2 separate regions of the Sus scrofa genome follow, and region 1 is linked to region 2. A link is a contact called in public promoter capture Hi-C data. All regions are on one chromosome and are shown on one strand. Each heading gives the region's core, a stretch centred on a gene start, on an enhancer-like site or on the middle of the called end of the contact. The rest is flanking DNA. Distances are from core to core; before and after follow the strand shown. Region 1 holds the start of STK38 (serine/threonine-protein kinase 38). Region 2 holds the start of ETV7 (transcription factor ETV7).

Region 1 (4,910 bases), core at 1,388-3,887, 140 kb before region 2:
CCAGGTCCTTAACCCACTGATCGAGGCCAGGGATCAAACCCTCAACTTCATGGTTCCCAGTCAGATTCATTTCCACTGCACCATAACAGGAACTCCACATTCAATGCTTTTTGATAGCGCTGATCTATCCTTGGCTTTGGTGCAGCCACTATGAAAAACAGAATGAAGATTCCTCAAAAAATTAAAAATTGAACTACCATTTGATGCATCTTCTACTCCTGGGTATTTATCTGAAGAAAAGAACACTAATTAGAAAAGACATATGCACCCCTACATTTCTGCAACATTATTTATACCTGTCTGGTCTGTGGCCCTCCGCTTGCAATATTATTTAAAACAACCAAGATATGGACACAACCTGAGTGCCCATCAATAGATAAATGGATAAAGAAGATGTGGTGTATGCATATATAGTGGAGTATTACTCAGTCATGAAAAAGAATGAAATCTTGCCATTTGTGACAACATGGATGGAAGAGGGTATTATGGTACAGTTATAGGTACAGAGATAGGTGGTTGTCAGAGGGGAGGTGAGTAGGAGGAATGGGGGAAATAGGTGAGGGAGATTAAGAGGTACAAACTTCTGGTTGCAAAATAAATGAGTCACAGTATGGAGAATATAGTCAATAACTATGTAATATCTTTGTGAGATGACTTACAATTAGACTTATATCTCTTTTTGCTTGTTTATTTTTGTTTTGGGCCACTCCCAGGGCATGCGGAAGTTCCAGGCCAGGGATCGAACTTGCACCACATCAGTGACCTCAGCTACTGCAGAAACAATGCCAGTAGCTGAGTCGCATGAGAACTCCCAGACTTATATAATTTTGAAATGTATAGAAATACTGAATCACTATTTTGTATAATAGAAACTAACACAGTGTCGTATACTTCAAAACCAGCCAAACAGACTCAGAAAAAGAATTCAGATCTGTGGTTACCAGAGTGGGGAAGGGGAAGCTAGGTGAAGGTGGTCAAAAAATACAAATTTCCAATTACAAGTACTAGAGATATAATGTACACCATGATAAATATAATTAACACTGCCATATGTTATATATGAAAGTGGTTAAGTGAGTAAATAATTTCTCATCACAAGGAAAAAATATTTTTGGGAGTTCCTGTTGTAGCTTGGCAGGTTAGGAACCTGACTTGCATTCATGAGGATGTGGTTTGATCCCTGACCTCGCTCAGTAGGTTAAGGATCTGGGTGTTGCTGTGGCTGAGGCGTAGGCCGGCAGCCAGAGCTGTGATTGGACCCCTAGCCTGGGAATTTACATATGCTGCAGGTGCAGCCCTAAAAAGCAAAAAAAAAAAAAAAAAAAAAAAAAGTATTTACATGAGGTGATGGATGTTCACTAAACTTACTGTGATAATCATTTCAAGATGTATGTAATTCAAATCATTATGCTGCCCACCTTAAACTTATAGCATGCTGTGTGTCAATCATACCTCAATAAAAATGGAAGAAGGAAAAAAAGAGTTTTGAGGATCACCTGAGATTAAGTGCTTGCCTGTGGTTTGTAAACTGAAAATGCTAATGCAAACATCTGGCACTGTTACTAAATCGTTAAGGCTGGGGAAGAATTTGACAAAGGCACTGGGGGAGAAGGGCCTCTGAGCTGAGAGAACAAAAGATGAAGTGGTTTTTGTGTGCTAGACAAAAGGAAACCGGGCTTTGAAGTCTAGAAAGATGAAAGCAGTCAAGGAAGGCCTATGTTTTTAAGACCATTAAGGAAACAAAGCCTGGGACCCCAAGCTTGAAGGATAAAACCAACACCCACGGTCTTACACAGCTACACAAGAGCGTGGGGGCAACATAATATCATAAAGCACCCTGAAGAATGACTTTCACACATGTTTCTTTCGTTGCCTAGATGACTTCTTTGAAGGCTGGCAGGGACCATGTCTTACTCATCTTGTTTCCAGAAGCCTGACACTTACTGGTCAAGAGCACTGCGCTCCACTCTCAAGGAAGGAATGACTGTCCAAAGGCTTGGGACCTCTTTAACCCAAGGGGTGGTACAGACTAAGCTGCTGGGTAGCCTTGAAAAGCAGGTTCTTCTGGGCACACTGGGATGACCTCCTGTTATCCAATGACCCCAGCCAAGTCAAGTCGCATTAATCCTTACTTTAAGAGGAGGTGGGGCCAAGCCCTCCAGAGGACCTATTTAGGACGGTCGAAACATCCAGGAGAAGCGGGGGATCACAACTACTAGAGTGATAGAATTTCATAGAACTACAGACGAGCGCGCGCACGAGCGCACACTCACACACACAGAGTGCCTGCCAAACTGGTTAAATACGAGGCAGGTTTGTAATCTAGTTAATTGCTTTGGTGTAGTTAATTGTATCCCGCCAATGTCAATTTCCTGGTTTTGATCATAGATTTTAGTTATGTAAGATGTTGAGGGCAGCTGAGTGGGTGATGGGTAAAAAGGACCTCTTTGTACTGATTTTGCAACTTCTTGTGAGAAAAATTATTTCAAAGTAAAAAGTTCAAAAAAAAAAAAAAAGACCCTTTCCCGAGCCGAGCCCCGCCCACCAGGATAAGGCCCCACACCTCACTCTTCTGAGCGCAACCCAGTCTCTCCTGCTGAATTGAGTCGGAGAGGGGCGGGGCCGCGCACGCGCAGACCGGAAAGCCCGCGCCGCGTCGCTGGGAAGTCACGCTTGCGCAGTCTGGGCCCCTGGCCGCCGCGCCAGCCTGTCTCCGCGGCTGGGGACCCGGCTGCCTCGGCCCCTCCGCTTGTCGTCTTTTCCGGCAGTTGGGGCGCTTCCTGTTGTCCTCACCGACAACCGCCCCTCGGCCCCCTACCTCAGAGCTCCTTACGCGTCCCCACCCCTCTTCTGGTCGGCTGGCTGCTGCCGCTGGGGTTTCGCCTGTCCGCACGTCGAGTCCGCTGGCTCGGCCGGCGTCTGCGGCTGTCTGCGCCCTCAGCCCTGCCTCCCCCGGGTCTCTGGTGAGTATCTTGCTGCTGTTGTCTTCAGTCTGGCTCAGGCTTCTCCCTTCATCTCTCCTCTTTCCCCGACTCTTTTTGGGGCTCTCCCCTGCCTGCTGGCGCCCTCTTTCCAGCCCTGCTCTTTCTGCCCCTCCTGACAGACAGCCCCCCCTGACAGACAGCCCCCCTCCTCCCGGCTTCCAGAGGCTCCTTGTGGGTCCTCGGCACGTTTTTCCAGCCCCGGGCTCCCCACCACTCCTTTCTCTTTAGTCGTGTGCATTTGGGGTGGGGAGCCAGGCTGTCTTCTTTCTGTGTTGCCAGCTTTGTCTGCTCACTGCCACCCGCTCAGTCTCCTCCGGGATGTCGGTCGTTAACAATTTTCACCTTTTTGGAGGGGTTGTCTAAGAACGTGAGAGGTGTTGTGTGAGGCAGCGATGTCGAAAGCCCCCACCCCACGGGACCTTTGAATCTGCCCCCTTCCCTACGGTTAGTCTTAGGGTCCCGGGCTTCAGGTCATCTGAAAACCACAAGAAACTGTAGTGGGAGATTTTTAAGAAGAGAGTGGAGAAGGCAAATCACTAAGGACTTAAAGCAAAGTCTGTGCAGAAAGACTTGGAGAAAGTGTGCAGCAGGGAAAGTGGGGAGGCCAGCGCTCCCAGGTGACTAAAAGACGGAGGAACTTGTTCTTTTGGAAAAGTGTAGAGAAAGGTTGCAGTGAAGGAGACCCTGTGCTGCTTCTCCCTTTCAGCTCTCTTTGGCTCTGAATTAGACTTAGCCAGGCAGTGGATGTGGTTTCCCTAAGCCTAAAACTACCAGCACCACAATAACAGGCTCCACTCTCCACCCAGACATTAGATAGCAGCTTCCTCATCAGAGCACAGGAGGAACAACTCTATCTGACTCTAAGAAAACCATTCCTGTCCTAACCGCGCCCCCTTTCATAGATACATGTTCTTAGCTCTTAGTAATGGGCATAAGAAATGGGCGTTTCCCTACTAAGTCTTTTATAAGGTACCTACTAAGTGCATAGCATCGTGCATGATATATATGGTGAAGGATACTAAAAGTAGTATAAGACAGAGTACTTGTCTTTCAGTGGCTTACAGTTTAGTAGAAATTAGATATGTGACTCTCAAGGAATAGTCTTAGCCCCAGTGTTGAATTGTCCAAATGAAAGTATTGGGTTGTTAGTCACAATGAATTAAAGAATTGGTGAGAAAAGGGGTACTTGTGGAGTTAACAGTCCCATTGTAGAGACAGTCAACCGTAAATCACCTGGATTGAATAAAACAAGAGTTTTCATTTGGTCTCCTTTTACTGTTTGCAGTACCTACCCCTGACTTATGAGGATCACAGTTTTTTTTGTTAAAGTTTTTAAGCTTTTTAAGAATTTCTCCCCTACTTATTAGCTATTAATTCTACGGAGTTGGAGAATGAAAGAAACAGGGCAAGGGCTTTCAGTGGTCAGGGCAGGAAGGCTTGAGTTGTCTAAAGCATGAGGAAAAGCCCTGTCTTACAACAAGTACTTGGTGGGCCCAGTAAACCTACTAATTGTTACAGAGGAAAAGTGATTGTAATTTTTGATGAAAGGTTATTGGAATTAAGCTAATCCTTTTATGAGGGGAGGAAAAGGACAGGGAGGAGGTTTTGAAGAAAGGTCAAAGGGAAGGACAGTTCATCCTTTGCTATTACATTAGAGACTGTGAAGGTTGAAAACCATTCTGCTAGAAAATTACTGGTCTGCCATATGAGCATCTTTGAGTACACTTAATCTTCTGTTGATCTTTTACAAAGTTGGGGAACATGCTAGCAACATAAATGGGTCAAAACTTTTGTTCCCCAGTTTTTATATCCTGTCAATGTAAATGTGATTTTATTCTTAGCTTCGCTGACAACTGAAAATCATTAACTTACTCAACTTATGTTTATTAGCCCTGTTATATGGAAGGCACTGTTTGTATTAAGCTT
Region 2 (5,391 bases), core at 2,571-5,070:
CCCCTGAGACAAAACAAATTGGGAGATCTTAGGAGCGCCCCTTGTGGCTCAGCGGGTTATAAACCCAAATAGTATCCATGAGGATGTGGGTTCAATCCCTGGCCTCACTCAGTGGGTTAAAGATCCGGCATTGCCATGATCTGTGACACAGGTCGAAGATGCAACTAGGATCTGGCATTGCTGCAGCTGTGGTGTAGACTGGCAGCCGCAGCTCCAATTCGACTCCTAGCCTGGGAACTTCGATATGCTGTGGGTGTGACCCTAAAAAGAAAAAAGAAAAAAAAAAAAAAAAGAATGGAAGGTCTCAACAATAATGTTACTCAGGAAACTATATCCAATCACTTGGGAAGATAATATGAGAAATAGAATGTGTATACATATGTATGACTGGGTCACTTTGCCGTACTGCAGACATTGACAACACTGTAAATCAACTATACTTTTAAAAAATTTTGGAGTTCCCGTCGTGGCGCAGTGGTTAACGAATCCAACTAGGAACCATGAGGTTGCGGGTTCAGTCCCTGCCCTTGCTCAGTGGGTTAACGATCCGGCATTGCCGTGAGCTGTGGTGTAGGTCACAGACACGGCTCAGATCCCGCGTTGCTGTGGCTCTGGCGTAGGCTGGTGGCTACAGCTCCAATTAGACCCCTAGCCTGGGAACATCCCATATGCCGCGGGAGCGGCCCAAGAAATGGCAAAAAGACAAATTAAAAAAAAAAATTTTTAAAGAGGAAAAAAGAAAACTAAAGCAAACTTAATGAAGGCAATTTACTAGCAAAGGTTTTAACAAACTGTTCCCTTATCTGTTGATCTGGAAGACAAGTTCACTAATTTCTAAATCAACTATAATTCAATATAAAAATTAATTTAAAAAGCAATAATATTACTAAAAGTAAGAAGGAAACAAACATGGACAAATAAAATGTTGATAGACCAATTTCAATAAAATATTTACTGAGTCCCGTGAGAGAGACTAACTGTAAAAGCAGATGGCTAGACTCTAGTCAGACAGGGATGTGGGTTCAAAGCAGGATCAGGAGACACTGAGTGATGGAGAGTGACTTTGATGGGCCATCAGGGAAGGCCTCTCTGGGGAAGCAATATTTGAGTGGAGACTGCAAGTGAGGGAGTAGGCTACAGGAGCACCTGGGGGAAATGTGTTCCGGAAAGAACTGAGAGTGCAAAGCTTTTGGGACAGGAACAGACTTAAGGAACAGCAAGGAGGCCAGAGTGGCTGGAATGGAGTGAGTTGAGATCTAGAATTGACCTCCTCTTAGAGGCAGTGGTAAGATGTCTGGATAGAAGGGAAGCTTCTGAAGAGGGAGGACAGGAGAGTGCCATGTGCTGATTCATATTTATTTAAAAATTTTTTTTTTAGGGCCACATCTGCAGCATATGGAAGCTCCTAGGCTAAGGGTCAAATCAGAGCTGCAGCTGCCGGCCATAGCCACAGCAACACTAGGTTCTGAGCCTAGTCTGCAACCTACACCACAGCTCTGGCAATGGCAATGGGGGATCCTTAACCCACTGAGTGAGGCCAGGGATCGAACCTGCAACCTCATGGATACTAGTTGGGTTCATTACTACTGAGCCATGACGGGAACTCCCAGATGTGCAGTTTTAAGGGAAGGAGGTCTTCTGAGTAAAACTTTGAGAGGGGGCAGGGAAGGGCTTGTGGAAATGGGGAGAGCAGTGAGGAGGTGGATAGAAAAGACCCGAAGCAGGATCCTGTCTGCCGTGTCTGAACAATAGCAAGGAGGCCAGGGCGCTGGAAGCTGAGTACTGGAGAAAGCAGCGAAAGGTACGGTCAGAGGGGAGGGTGGTAGGGCCTTGGGGGCCACTGAAAGGGCTGTTCTGAGTGAGGCTGCACCACTGAAGGTCCTTGAGCAGAGGGGCTGCATCTCAACAGTCCCTGAGGATGCTGTGCTGAGAACAGTGTGCAGGAGGGTAGGGCCAGGGCCAGCCCTTTGTGTTGGGCCCTCAGCCTTCTTTTCCCGATGCTCCCATATAAACAGTGGCATTTACTTACAGCTCCACAAAACTGCTGTAGTCTTTGTCCAGCTTTGCCCATATTAACTCCCGTCTTTACCATCTAAGTACATTCTTCTGACCCCAAGGCAGACGTCCTTGCTCCTTGAAGAGGACTAAGATCATGCTCTGGGAAGCCAGAGCAAGAGTCATCAGTTATCACCCCCTGCAAAGGGCCCCAAGCTGCTGATGCCCAAGATGGGAATACCCGTCCATAGGAACGCTTCCCAAGGTGGTGTGGAGGATATGGACATTATGGAACTGACCAAGATGGTCTTCCAATTCATAGAGCAGCCCCAGAAGCTTGTTTATGGCACTGATTGAATTAATATTTATGCTGAAGTTCTAATTTTGGATTATTTTATTTTTTATTTTATTTCATTTTTGCTTTTCAGGGCCACACTCATGGCATATGGAGGTTCCAGGCTAGGGGTCAAATTTGAGCCACAGACACAGCAACACGGATCCGAGTCACGTCTGCGACCCACACCACAGCTCACAGAGATGTGGGATCTTTAACCCACTGAGCGAGGCCAGGGATCGAACCTGCAACCTCATGGTTCCTGGTCGGATTCATTTCTGCTGTGCCACAACGGAAACTCCTGGATTATTTTTTTTACGGCTGCACCCAAAGTATATGGGCAGTCCCACACCAGGGACTGAATCTGAGCTGCAGCTTTGGCAACGCCAGATCCTTTAACCCGCTGCGTGGGCCAATGGGCCAAGCTTCCGCGGCAACCCCAGATGCCAGAGTTCATTTTTTTTTTTTTTTTTGCCATTTCTTGGACCACTCCCCACGGCACATGGAGGTTCCCAGGATAAGGGTCAAATCAGAGCTGTTCCCAGAATAAGGGTCAAATCTCCGCCGGCCTACGCCAGAGCCACAGCAACACAGGATCCAAGCCGCATCTGCAACCTACACCACAGATCACAGCAATGCTGGATCCTTAACCCACTGAGCAAGGCCAGGGATCGAACCCGCAACCGCATGGTCCCTAGTTGGATTCATTAACCACTGAGCCACGACGGGAACTCCTAGAGTTCGTATTCTTAACTCACTGTGCCATGGCAGGAATGCCTGTTGTTGGTTTTTTTGTTTAAACTTCTCTCTTCTTTTAAACAGGATTTTCAACAGGAAGGCAGAGCTCTCCTGGCTCAGTTTGTCTTAGTTTTTGCTGAAGGCGTGCACGTGTTACTGCGCTTTCTCTGGAATAACCATTTGATGTGAAAGGAATGTAAATGTCGTTCTATCCTCCAAGGAAACAGGAATCTCACTGGAGCAGGTGGGAGGAAGCCCCTCACCTGCCTCTTCACCGTTGTTGCTTTGTGCCCACTTTGTTGGAGAACTGTGGACCCACTGGCCATTCGTCTGTTCAGAACAACCATGGATGAGATGTCTGACCAAGGAACCCAGGAGACTTTAAACACGTCACGCCAGTGCTGTGGATAGTCCCGGTGCTCCTCCGAAGGAAGCCTTGACCATTTCCTTCCATGAGTGAAACTGAACCCCAAGCCCAAACCAGAGGTCACAGAAATGGGTGCTTCCTCCTGGGCCCCTCCCTGGGTCCCGGGCCCTGTTGGCCCCACTGCCGCCCGCCTGTGAACAGATCTGCAGTGCCCCGTCTTTTTACCTTTCTGTCTACCTCATATTCCCTCCCTCCCCTCTTTGAGAAGTCTGTTAAGAAAGTTTATTGTTATAAATTATAAGTTCTGTATATGCATTCTGAGTTCTTTGTAGGAAAAGTGTTATTTAAAACTAATAATTTTTAAGATGAAATAAACACGGTTATTTTATTGAGCATGAAACACCTATGCACGTTTCTTTGTGAAGCAGGGATTCCACTTGTTTCTGCTCATATGAGTTCGTAATTTTGTAGAGTCTGATCAAACTCTACAAAGGGAAATGTCCTTCCAAAGGAAAATGTCCCTAATTTTTTAGTCTGTCTCAGGCAATGCCTATCATCACTTAGGTTTTGGCTTCCTAGTGGGGAATAGAACCTAAAATGTCTTTCTTATTTATTTTTTCCCCTTTGGAATAGGTATTTATTTATTCACATGGTTAAAAAAAATCAAAGCCATATCAAAAGGTTTACAATGAAAACCTTTGCTCTTATTTTCTATCCTGAATCCCAGTTACATTTATCATGTATTACATATCCTTTCAGTTTCTTTGTACAAATACCAGTACTGTACATGGTGTGTATCTATATTATTTACACACACACAAGGAAGCATGTAATATACACTGTTCTGTACCTTCATTTTTTGCTTCACATGGTGCTCAGGCACTATGCTAGTTGTCTCACAAATGTTAACCCATTCACTCTTCCTAAGGACCTTATGAGATAGGTTTTATTATTAGCTCTATTTTACTGTTAAGGAAACTGAGGCAGTAGTTAGTAGAGAGAGGCAGTGCATCGGTTAACTGAGTTGCTCAAGGGCACGTGGCTGGTAAGTGGCATAGCTGGGTTTCCAAGGCAGGCAGGCAACTGTCCTCAGGGTCTAGGTTCTTAACCGCTCTGCCACGTTGCCTCTTGGAGAGCTTGCCACGATTCGCAGAAAGCGCCCTCAGACAACACACAGGATTCTGTTAAATGGATGTAGCAGAATTTGTCTCATCAGCCCCCTGATGCCTGGGTTGCTTCTAATCATTTGGTATTAGAAGCCATACGGAAAAAAATAACCACGTACATTTTGGATATGTGTGGGTGTATGTGTCGAATACTTTTCCAGCATTGGGACTGCTGGTGAAGGGGAAATACATCTGTGACGTTGCTAGGCCTGCCTCGCTGGCCTCCGTGGGACCGCATCACTTTACATGCCTGGTGTTCTCTGTTCCCCTCAGCCTCTCCAGCAGCTTATGCTACGAGACTTTTCTTTTCCAAGCTAAAGGATTAAAAATATCTCAGAATAACTTAAATTTTCCCTCCCTCCCTCTCTGTTTCTCTGTTTTCTTCTTTCTTTCTTGCTGAACTCGCAGCATGTCGAAGTTTCCAGGCCAGAGATCAAGCCCTCGCCAGAGCAGTGACCCAAGCTGCTGCAGTGACAACACGGGATCCTTAATCCACTGCTACAAGAGAACTCCTCTGGTCTTGTTCTCATTGATTTCCAGAAGCTCATGCTTTAGCAGTGCTAAGCCGACAGCATCTACACTTTCAAGAGTCTGGGCAAGTTATTAAGGCTTCTTGCTTTCTTATCTTCCCCATGTATTGGTTTGCTTTAGTGCTTACAACCTTTCTCAGCTTCCTCTCAAGGCAGAGGGAGCTGAGACAGGTGTGTGTGTGGGGGGGGGGGGGAGGTGGGGGGTGGATAGGCGGGTGGGCACCACACCAGAGCAGCCAGAGGCCTGAGGAAAGGTGTCAG

What was found. Promoter capture Hi-C pulls out the DNA fragments that hold promoters and counts their contacts.
Region 1: a promoter capture Hi-C map of fetal liver shows a contact between it and region 2, with 2.4 times the contacts expected there. The contact joins the promoter of STK38 here to the promoter of ETV7 in region 2. A contact is called at or near these places in 3 of 5 promoter capture datasets (fetal liver, fetal skeletal muscle and liver), 3 of 47 Hi-C or Micro-C datasets (alveolar macrophages, blood and embryonic fibroblasts) and 2 of 2 datasets of contacts at active chromatin or transcription factors (alveolar macrophages and skeletal muscle).

The regions. Positions count from the first base shown.
Region 1 is chr7:32,251,400-32,256,309 of Sscrofa11.1, reverse strand. STK38 (serine/threonine-protein kinase 38) reads left to right here and starts at 2,637. Exons shown (of 14, transcript XM_001929552.7): 1 at 2,637-2,963.
Region 2 is chr7:32,108,395-32,113,785 of Sscrofa11.1, reverse strand. It overlaps ETV7 (transcription factor ETV7), which reads left to right and starts at 3,820. Exons shown (of 5, transcript XR_002345688.1): 1 at 3,820-5,391. It overlaps PXT1 (peroxisomal testis-specific protein 1), which reads left to right. Exons shown (of 4, transcript XM_013977855.2): 4 at 3,152-3,398. The coding sequence ends at 3,256. LOC106504396 (a long non-coding RNA gene) reads right to left here. Exons shown (of 6, transcript XR_001297833.2): 6 at 3,753-5,391.